2 separate regions of the Mus musculus genome follow, and region 1 is linked to region 2. Evidence: chromatin contacts called from public promoter capture Hi-C data. All regions are on one chromosome and are shown on one strand. The core of a region is the stretch at or near the end of the contact, and the rest is flanking DNA. Distances in the headings are between cores, read along the strand shown.

The links. Promoter capture Hi-C pulls out the DNA fragments that hold promoters and counts their contacts.
Region 1: a promoter capture Hi-C map of hematopoietic stem and progenitor cells shows a contact between it and region 2, with 2.8 times the contacts expected there. The contact joins the promoter of Smg1 here to the enhancer-like site in region 2. A contact is called at or near these places in 2 of 39 promoter capture datasets (hematopoietic stem and progenitor cells and pre-B cells), 1 of 484 Hi-C or Micro-C datasets (CD4 T cells), 2 of 115 datasets of contacts at active chromatin or transcription factors (Th17 cells and embryonic stem cells) and 1 of 9 other capture datasets (liver).

What each region holds. Positions count from the first base shown.
Region 1 is chr7:118,239,527-118,245,292 of GRCm38.p6, forward strand. It overlaps Smg1 (SMG1 homolog, phosphatidylinositol 3-kinase-related kinase (C. elegans)), which reads right to left and starts at 4,111. Exons shown (of 63, transcript NM_001031814.1): 1 at 3,679-4,111. The coding sequence starts at 3,764. It overlaps 4930583K01Rik (RIKEN cDNA 4930583K01 gene), which reads left to right and starts at 4,381. Exons shown (of 2, transcript NR_027879.1): 1 at 4,381-4,439; 2 at 5,202-5,766.
Region 2 is chr7:117,427,662-117,433,098 of GRCm38.p6, forward strand. The region is part of intron 1 of Xylt1 (xylosyltransferase 1); the gene reads left to right. Among named protein-coding and RNA genes, the nearest start is that of Xylt1, 49 kb to the left of the region's middle. Within about 2 kb of position 1,435, at least 152 of the 459 cell types and tissues checked have an H3K27ac peak or open chromatin away from gene starts, as enhancers often do. A contact at or near this core is called in Th17 cells and hematopoietic stem and progenitor cells, where this site is marked.

The DNA of each region.
Region 1 (5,766 bases), core at 2,861-5,360, 810 kb after region 2:
TGTTCAGCACAAAATGGTTGGGAAGATCCTAAAATTTTCCCAACTTTTTGTCTAAGATAATAACAGGTTGCAAGTAAATAATAATAAAACCTAACATCACTCATTTCTTTCTTTGCTATACAGCCTGCCTTTGCCTCCCAAGTATTGAGATTATAGGTATAAGACACCACAGCCCACAAAGCTCTTACCTAACCATTCTGTAGGAGAGTACAGTGAATAAGACTACAACCAAGCAGTGGTGGAACATGACCTTAATCACAGCACTTAGGAGGAAGAGGCAGAAAGATCTCTGAGTTAGAGGACAACCTGGACTACAGAATTAAGTTCCAGAAAAGCCTACACAGAGAAACCCTGGGAGGACACATGATTGACTACAAGCCCAGTGCTCTGTAAACACTCTTAAAGACTGTTTCTAGTGGTCTTGGTAAGCTTGCTCTTATCACAGTAGCCCACTATTCAGCTACTAAAGACCAAAGACACTACCTGTGGATATGTAAGAGGGATTACTTCTACTACGACAGGACAAACTGCCAAACTAATATTTAAAGACGCTGACAAGAACTGCTGTTCTTTTTTCTGTTTTGAGACACGAGTCTTGTGTAGCTCAGGCTGGCCTGGAACTCACTACGTAGCTGAAGATAACCTTGAATTTCTGATCTAATGAAAAACATCACTTCTGGAATTACTGGTATGTACTAACTACCACACCCTGGCTATGTGGCTGGGGATCAAACCCAGGGCTGCTTCATGCATTCCCACCCCAAGAATTAAGTTCTCAGTTGTCTGATTCCTCCTCACCTGCCCCTCCATAAAAATCAGAGGGGGGGGGAAATGGTACAGAAAGGACGAATAATTGTTTTTAATAAAAATTATTTGAATAAAAAAATAGGCCTGGCAGTAACACACTTAAACTGCTAGCACCTGGGAAGTGGAAATAAGATCAGGAGCTCAATCAAGGTCATCCTCAGCTAAACAAGACCCCCCCCCCCCAAAAAAAAGAAGAAGATGGCCTAGAAAGAGAACTCAGCAGCTGCTGATCTTACAGATGACTAGAGTTTGGTTACCAGCACCCACATGATGACTCACAACTGCCAGTAACTTCAGTCCAGAGACCTAACTCCCTCATCACCAAACTTCTCCTGGCTCCTACCACACCCATGGTGTACATACATAAACTATGGGCACATGTAAATACACATAAAACTAGTAATTTTTTTTTTTTTTTTTAAGATTCAAGGGTCAGGGCTGGTGAGATGGCTCAGTGGGTAAGAGCACCCGACTGCTCTTCCAGAGGTCCAGAGTTCAAATCCCAGCAACCACATGGTGGCTCATAACCATCCGTAACGAGATCTGACGCCCTCTTCTGGAGTGTCTGAAGATAGTGTACCTACATATAATAAATAAACAAATCTTAAAAAAAAAAAAAAAAAAAAAAAAGATTCAAGGGTCAGCAAGATGGCTCCTCAGCACTTGCTGCCAAGCCTGATGACCTGAGTTAAATTGACAGAATCCACATGGCAGAAAAAGAAAACAGACTATGTGTGGTCCTCTGATCTCTATTCACTCACCCACTCATGGCTCATTGTGGCAGACATGACCACACAGATAAATAAAAGATTTTTTTTAATATTTGAATAAACTATAGTCTCTATGTAAGTACATAGAGAAAATATTTGGAAAAAGCACTTGGCCAAGGTGTGTTTGGGGGGGGGGGTGTCTCCATTCTATCATTAGCTATTCATCTTTCTGAGAGAGAATGACTTCAACTTTTACTATGAAAATTATGACCTACAAACTTGAGTTTTTTTCCACTGGCTATTTAGCATATCAATCCTGACCATGTTACAAATAAACCAAGTTTGCTATGAGGTATGTGTATATTCCTGTTTCCTCTAGAAAGCAAGTACTCCTGCCTTGTACTCCATAAACCCACGTGTGCACCTCATCATAGTCGTACTCTCTATCCAAGAATTCAATCAGAGCTCATAGAAAGTTTTCATCCTTTCCCCATACACCCTCACTATGCCAAGAAACAAAAATATTTGAAACATAGGTGACATTAACTAACAACCTATGCACATATTCCTTAACTATATAAGCCATTCTGCTCTGTGTGTGTTTTTGTGTGTGCGTGTGTGTGTGTGTGTGTGTGTGTGTGTGTGTATACAGGTCATAATATGCTAAAATATAGTAGAATCCATTGTTTTCCGAGACAGGAGACAAGGGTTTATCTTGGCTGTCTTGGAACTCAGACCAGGCTGGACTCAAACTCTCAGGAAGCCACCTGCCTCTGCCTCCCAAGTGCTGGGATTAAAAGTGTGCACCACCATAGCCAGCTGTAGAATCCATTTTTAAATAAGAGCTCTATCAAAAGTCAAATTCAAGTTCATTTATCACCTAATGTGTCAGCTGCTTAAAATCAAACCTCACACATTTCAATAACAGTGAAATCAAAGCATGTCAATGAAAAGAATGTCAACTTGTTTTATTTAACGCACTGCACAAACCTTCATGCAGGGCAAGTCAAAGCGATGATTTTGCAAACACTCCTTATAACTGCTTCAAATCTCAAATCTAGACTTAGGCATTCGTTTTTACAATCATTTAGTCACAAACATCAGTTCTCAAGAGACACAATGTTTAGGAATGCACGTTAAACAAAATAAGTGTACCCCTATTAGCCAAAGAGCATTTTAATTTCTCTACCAACTCTTAAAATGTAACACACTAACTTCTAAAATACTCCACTTCCAAGCTGTTCTGAAATTAGGAGGATCTACTAGAAAGCAAGACCAACACCAAAAAGTGTACGCTTTCCATTCACGTGGCCATTCTGAACAACGGAGTGTACTTCAAAGAATACATCAACTTCTACTGAAAGACAGGTTTTATACATTTAGGAAGTCCTAGGCACTGTTAAAGCTCAAGTAGTCTCTGAATACTTGAAGCCTTTACTCAGCAAAGAATGGGAACCTACATTAAGTATAACCAGTCCATAATCAGAAAGAACTGACTAGAAATAGTTTTTCTTTCGTATTTTTCTCTTAATATTTTAAATCCAACCAGACTCCAATTCCTTCATGCAAAACGAAATTTCTCTACTCCTGAGAATACAAATTCACTCCAAAGCGCCCTGGGAAATTACTGTTTCCAGAAAAACTATTTCTGCAGTTGGGGAAAACTTAAAATGCCCCAGTGCCTGATTGTGTCGATTTCATTCACAGTCCCATAATCTCATCTTTTGGTCGACTAACATCCTGTCTAAAGTCAGAGGAAGACCTCGGTAGAGTTCTCAGCTTTTAAAATACATTAATTAACACGTGGGAGTCCAGAAGGACGCAGAGTTAAGGTGGTCTTTGGCATGAGGACTGGACGCGGAGCCGAGGAAGTTAATAGGTAACAGGGAGGGTTCCTGGACCTCAAATCTCAACTTGGAGTTAGACGGCAGTGGAACGTCCTCCTCCACCCAAGCTCAGAGCCACTGCTCCAGCCATCCGGCTGAGGCGGCCAGCCGGGCACAGAGGCCTCCGCTGCCCGCAGCTTTCCTGCCGGACCAGGCCCGGAGGACACCCAGGAAGCCGCGCCCGGCTCCAGGGACCGCGGGCCTAGGCCGCGCCTCCCAGTCCCGCGGGCCTAGGCCTCGGCCAGCTCCAGGCGAGGCTCGACGCGGTCACCCACCTGGGTTGCCAGTCATTCCAGCTCCGCGGGTACTTGGTGCCGCCGCCGCCGCTGCTCAGCCGAGACCCCGGGGCTCTGCGGCTCATTACCTTCCCCGACACGACATGGCCAAGCGCCGCCGCCCGAAGAAGCGCGAGTCGCCGCCTGAACCGGCCGCCGCCGACACTGCGATCTGGCCCGGGGCTGAGGAGGAAGCCGCGGAGGGGGCGGCGGAGGGCGGGGGAGGCGGACGGCCGTTCCGGGTTCCGCTGGAGCCCGCAACGCAGGAGCAGGAGGCGGGAGCGGCGCGGCGAGGGGGAGGCGGAGGCAGGCGAGGCGACGTCTCTTCCAGGGCAGCGCGCGGCCCGCGACGCTGGGGCCCAGGAGGACGAGGACAGCGAGGAGGCGGTGGCGGCGGCTCCTCACGCTCACACGGCCACGGCTTCCCCGCCTCCCGGCTCCGCCCGCCGCGCCGCCGCTGCCGCACGGCATGCTGGGAGCGAGGGGCGGTGCCGGCGCCCTAGGAGCCTGGAGAGGGGCGGGGCTCGGGGTGAAAGGCGGGGCTATTGGTCACAGAATATGGACTAGAGGCGGGGCTTATGACAGGGGTAGGGTCACCTAGGAGGGGCGGTGCCGGCGCGCCCCAAGCCTGGAGAAGAAGGGCGGGACTAGTTGGGGCGTGGTCTGTGGCTGCTGAACCTGGAGAGGGGAGGGGCGAAAGTCAAAAGGCGGGACCTGCTCGAGAGGCACTGGAGTTCTGAGAGCCTAGACTTCAAGGCGAGGTCCGCGTTCGCGTAGCTAAAAGGGGTGGGGCTTTGAGGAGAAGGCGAGAACTACTGGAGAGCAGGGACCCGAGCGGACCTCCCTGGGCCTCCTGAGCAGCAGCTCTGTCTGCGGGTGGTAGAGAGCAATGTGGACTCGTCGCGGGGCATCATGGGAGAGGGGATCTCCACCCCGGGTCCACACACGCCCTCCCATACACTCGGAGGACCGGCAGTCAGGTGTGAACAGGCGTCCAATGGAGGACAGGAGGGGGAGCGTGCCCTTGAGCGCTAATGCGCGCACACAGATGTGCCCTTGGCGCTCACGTGCGTCCACCTGCCTGCCACCGTCTTAAGGGAAAAAGTCAGAATAGTAAAATCGAGGAAGGGGAAGTGAAAGCGACACCTTTTCAACCCCTACCTGAAATGTCATGCAGTCCTGGTACATATTTTCCAAAAGTGAAAAACAACGCCTGCTTCCTGCCCCATGAACTGTGCTCTGTAATCTGGTTCCTTCTAGTAGTAAGAGGCCTGTTACCCACACTCTCCTGAAAGAATTCGATAAAGCACTGGGCACATTATGTGAACGCAATATACTCCTTTGTGTGCGTGTTTACATGTGAAGTACAGAGAACAACCTCAAGTGTTGCTCATAAGCCTCCAGCTACCATGTATTTTGAGGCAAGGTCTCTCTCTCACTAGCTGGCCAGAGAGCCCCACGAATCTTCTGTTTCCTCAACGCTGGCTTTACAAACGGTGACACCATTTCTGGCTTTTTTTCAGGTGGTTTCTCGTGTGTGCGGGGCAAGCACTTTAATGACTGAGCTATCTCCCTAGCTGCAGGCTCAACTTTAAAAATAGCCGAGATACACATCAAGCAAGTATTTAAACCTTTTCCACATAAAGTTTTTAGGCCATCCATCGTTTTGCCTCACAAGAGAAGTATGTATACATCACTTAAGTAATTCAAAATTGTTACCAAGGACATGGCTCAGAAAGTAGAATGCTCAAAGCAGGAGCAAGCACGAATCACTGGGTTCCATCCCCAGCACCCCATAAATGCAGCATGACGATGTGTCTGTAACCCTAGCATTCAAGAAATGGAAACCGGAAGTTGTTCAGGCTCACCTTCCGCAAACCTGGCCTACATGGGACACTGCCTACCCAACCCCCAAGAAATAAAACTATCACTAAAGTACTTAATTATCAGGCGATATCTCCCTATGAGTATATCCCTTACATTTTTCCACCATCTGATCCTGAGTATGCCCACAAATCCGTCAATGAAGGAGGATCCTGCTATTCCAAAAGACAATCAAATGATTTTTTTTCTCTTTCTGCCACCCAC
Region 2 (5,437 bases), core at 185-2,684:
TACTAATACTAGTACTAATACTCTGGTTTGTGCTAATGTAGATAGATCACAAGTGCAACTATTTAGCCAGAGAGTCTTGCCGAGACCTGGGTGGGGAACTGCTCAGTGAGGTCCTTCTGTGGCTCTAGATTTCCCTGGAGTGGTCTTCCCACAAATTGACCAAAGGCTTTTCACACTTATATCGAAGGGAGCAGGGTCCTTTCCCTCAATTTTCAAAATTATACTTATTTTAGGAGCTGGAGTACTTAAGCTCACTGGTTCCTCTTTCAGAGGATCTAGGTTCAATTCCCAGCACCTACATGGTAACTTACAACTATGCATGTGGTACACAGACATATATGCAAGCAGAAGGCTTATAGACATAAAATAAATACATGTGTATATTTGTTTGTTTGTTTGTGTGGGCACTGGATGCAAGTGCTAGAGCCTGCGTGTAGAAGTCAGAGGACAGATTGTAACAATCAGTTTTTTCCTTTCAGTGTGTGGATCCTGGGACGGAGCTTGGAGCTTTAGGCCTAGCAAGCATCCTTACCAACTGAGCCTTCTTGCTAGTCCCCTGCTTCAACTTCCAGTACAAAGGAAAGGGTCACTGAATTAAATTCTCCCTTGCATAACTTTTTGTTCATTTTTACCATAACTTTTTTTTGTACAGCATTTGCACTGAATCAATGAATGCTATTTAAAATGGAACATGCAATGGCCAGGGCCTGGTGACACATACCTGAAGGTCTCGGGCCACTGAGATAAGATCACAAGTCCCAAGTTCTGAGCTACAGAGAAAGTTTGAAGCCAGCCTGGGTAGCTTAGTGAGATTCTGTCTTAAAAATGTAAAGTAAAAAGAGGTCTTGGGCTATAGCTTGGTGGTACTGCTCTTGCCTAGCTGCACAGGGGCCTAGGCTCACACTACCACAGACAGAAAAAATAAGGCAGGGGGCACTGAGCGTCACCTCCACTTAAACTTTGTCTGTTTTATTAGCTCCTCAGTATGTTCACTCCAGAACTGAAAGTCCATTGTATCACATGGACCTGCAGAGATGGGTGAATCTGGCCCTATGTCTGTTTTTGTTAATAAAGTTTTATTGGCATACACACTTCCCCTCACCATGGCACAGTTACGACACAGAGCCGGCACCATACCACAATGGGGCCTCCCCGCACCAGAGCAGATGTCTTCTTGACTGTGTATTCCTGTCTGCAGACTCACTAAGCTTCTGTTCTGTCATGATGAGGCAGAGATGCTCTCCCTTCAAAAAACAGACTAGAAATATAATGATTCATTTCGTAGGACGTGTGTTGAGGCTTCCTGTGGGCACTGAATGAATCTCAGGAGTGGGGGGTGGGGTGCAGAGAAAGCAGGGTGTTCATAACAAGAGCTACCCGTGGGTCTGCCCTTGAGCCTGGGTCTCCGTTTGTACTGAGCCTTGAGTGACAGTTCAGAGAGGAGTGTTATTCTCTGTTACCTTAGAAACGGGAAGTCAACACACCAGGCAGGGCCCCTGGGGAAGCACCAAGTTCTGTGTGAAGGCAGAAGATGGAGGCAAAGGGAAACATGAAGAAAATGATTAAACATTGTTGCTGTAGATACACCCAGTCTCTGTCTAGTGGGCCTTGTCTAAGAAAGAAAGTCACACTGGACTGGCAGGATGCTATTCCACTGAGCTATCCTTCCAACATGGCAGCTGGCAATGAGACCACTGACTTCCCATCAAAGTCCCAAATGAACTTCGATGTTTTCAGCTCTTACAATGCCTTCTTCACCTCTCCCCTAAAATTGCTAATCTCAAAGAGTTTTTTTTTGTTGTTGTTTTTTGCTTTTTTTTTGTTTTTTTGTTTTTTTTTTTCTAGTTTAGTTTTGTTTTGTTTTGTTTTTTTATCCTCCCGGAGCCCTGGATGTTAGATTGGCAGTTAGTCTCCATGGTGCCTAATCTGTTTACATAGGTTTTACTCTGGTTTCTGCCTATAGAGTGGGGAATGTGCTTGAGTCCAGGCAGAGGCAAGCCATGGGTTCTGGAATCCTCGGTATGTGTGTGAGGAGTTAGTGTGTAGAGCATGCATGTATATTTGTGGAGCACATGAATGTGTGTGATGTGTGTGTATTTGTAGAGCACGTGTATGTGTCCCGCACTTATTCACCTAGTCCACTTCACAGGGGCCTCAGTGTTGTACCCTGTTCCCTCTACACCCCACCAGTGCTATACACGTGATCTGTCATGTGAAGGGTCGCCTTGGACTTAGGCTTTGGGGTGGCCTTAAGAAGGTGAACTCTCCCAGTATGATACAGGCCCTCAAATCCAGCAGCTGTGGGGAACAACTCAGTTTTGGATTCCTTTTCACCTGTGCCCTGAAAGTCAAGGTGACAGAAGCTAGTTTGCTCTTGCCACCTGCCAATTAAGAATGCAGCCTGCCACAGCAGGGAGCTCACGATCCCCATTGCGAGGCCCATTCAGGAAGTCTGAGTGGACATTGTAAGAGTACAGTGCTGAGAGGAAAATGTCCTTCTCATTGATGCTCCTTCTGCCTGTCAGCTGTGGGTTGCCTGGGTCACAGGCTGAATTAGCTGTGTCTATCAGTCTTCAGGATGAAGCTCTCCATTAGGGGCCTTCAAGGTCCCGGAGCTTCCATTTAACTTCTATCCTCAGCTTCCAGCTACTACACAAATCCAGGTAGGCATCTGATCGCCCTCCTGTGATGAGCCCAATGCATGCACCTCAGTTGTCCCTTCTGGCTATAAGCTGTTAGAGATTGGAACAGCTATAAGCTGTTAAAGAGTTCCAGGACAGCACCAGCCCTCAGAACTAGTGCCAACCAAGAGGCATTTTCATCTGCTGGTCACAAGCCAATTTTCAGGGCTTCCAGGATGGCTCAGTTGATAAAGTGTTTACCATGCATGCCATCGTCTTAGCTAGGGTTTTTATTGGTGTGATAAACACTATGACCAAAGTAATGTGGCGAGGAAAGGGCACACTCCAACACTGAGTGACATCAGGGCAGGAACTTAAACAGGACAGGAACTTGAAGGCAGAAACTGAAGCCCAGGCCAGGAAGGAACACTTGCTGTTTACGGGCTTGTTGCCCATGGCTTGCTTGGTTTCCTTTCTTGTACAACCAGTGGCCAGACAGGGCACTGTCCACAGTGGGCCAAACCTTCCATATCAATGTTCTATTAATCAAATGTTCCACAGGCATGTCCACAGGTCACTCTAATGGAGTCGTGTTCGCAATTGTGTTTTTCTCTCCTCAGATGAATTTAGAATGTGTCAACTTGACAATAAACAAACAAACAAACAAGCAAGCAAACAAAACAACCAGGACACATGAGGACCATAGTTAACAGTTGAGGTTGACTTCTGGCTTCCACAGGCACATGCATATATATATATATATATATATACATATATATATATATATATATATATATATATATATATATATACATATATATATACACACACACATACACACACATATTTTTCCTATGTACTTACATGAACATACACACACACAAATATACATATATACAGACAAACAAACCAGATACAAATAGATGTATATACGAACATTTTTTGTTTTTAGTTTGCATTTCTATTGCTATGATTAAACACCATGGCACAAAGCAACTTGGGGATAAAAGGGGTTTATTTCAGCTTACCCACCCTGATCATGGTCCTTCATGAATGGAAGTCAGGGCAGGAACTCAGTGTAGGAGCCTAGAGGTTGGAATTGAAGCAGATGGCATGGAGCATCAGTGCTTACTGGCTTTCTCCCCTTGGCTTGCTCAACTTGCTTCCTTATATAGACCTCAAGACCATGTGCCAAGGAGTGCAGTGAGCTGGGTGGGTCCTCATGGCAGTCGTTAATCAAGAAAAACTGCAACAAGCTTGCTCATAGGCCAATCTGATGGGAACATTTTCTCATTTGAGAGACCCTCTTCCTAAATGACTCAAACATGTGTCAAGTTGACATAAAACAGCACACGCAAACACATATGAACACACACACCTCTATACACACATGCAAATGCAAACACACAGAAATATACACATACTCAAACATACATACAGACACATACACATATGTACATACACACTTACATACAGATATATACACATATATACAAACATATAGACACAGACACACATGTACATATACACACATACATACTTGCAGATACATGGTGGGTTTTGCCCATTTGGCATTGTGAGGCCTCGTTATCATGGTCAGGGCATTTCTTCAAAACCCTCCATCAGCCTTCTGTTTATCAAGTGCAACCACAGGGACGCCGTCTAAGCAGGGTTTCCATGGCTGGGCATTTCAAGCAGCCCAAGGTGATCACACCAGAACTCCTCGGCAAGAAAAACAATATAATTCAATTTAGCGATAACGTAATTAATTAGGAAGCAAATTGTATTAAGTAGCTCTTTATTTTGATGGCACTCTATCAAGAACTTAGCAGCGCTGGGGCCTCTATGCTGCTTTCAGACCTGTTTACAGCACCAGTAACAAACAGCAGCTCGTGTTTCTGGAACGACATGGTGCTGTAGGTCCAAGGTCTAGGCTTGGTCATGTCTGATCTTGCATAAACTTTGCAACATGCCTGTGACATAGGCTTGTGGCATATGACAAGTCTTCTACGGGTGCATGTTGAATACGTGACCTTAGGCCCATCTCTCCCAAGGGCTGGAAAGAGTGGTTTAGATCCATGCAAGTTGGCCCTGGGCTCTGCTTCTTTATTGAAGAAGGCACTGCCCTTCCTTGGTAGAGCTTGGTATCAGTCTCTGGAAAAGGCACGGCGAAACGTTTAACTTTGTGAAGTGATGGTATCTGTGAAGAGTACACTCATTGGTAGTATTACAAAACAAAACCAAATATCTCCCTGGCTGGAAAGATGATTCAGTGAATGATCCTAGCACCAACATTAAAACATAACTGGGGTCTTATTCCTGCCTGTAATTACTGTTGTGGAAGATGGACAGAGACAGGAGGATCACTGGGGCTTTCTGGATGCCAGCCTAAGTCCAGGTTCAGTGAGATACCCCACATCAAGGGAGTCAGTGATAAAGCAGGGCACCGGAATCCTCCTCTGGCTACCGTGCATGGGCACAGGCACGTAACATACTGCAGAACACTGGGGCTTGAGTCTGTGTTTCTGGGTGTGGCTATGAACTCAGGAGCCACAGTGACAGGGGCTATATTGTCTGGTCTCATGATGGGTGGCTCATTAGCTTCTGTATTAGAATCTGAAGCATAACACTGCTTCAGGTCACCAGGGATGCCTTGAGGCGTCCCTCCTGTGTCTGGGCAGGGTAGCATCAGTCTCCTCCTGTCTACAGCACTCACTTTACCTTCCACAAATCCTTGGTTTTCTTTCGCAGTGTTCTCATGTTGCCCAGCATCTCCCCCCACCCAAACTTGCTATGGAATTGAGAAGGCCCTTGAA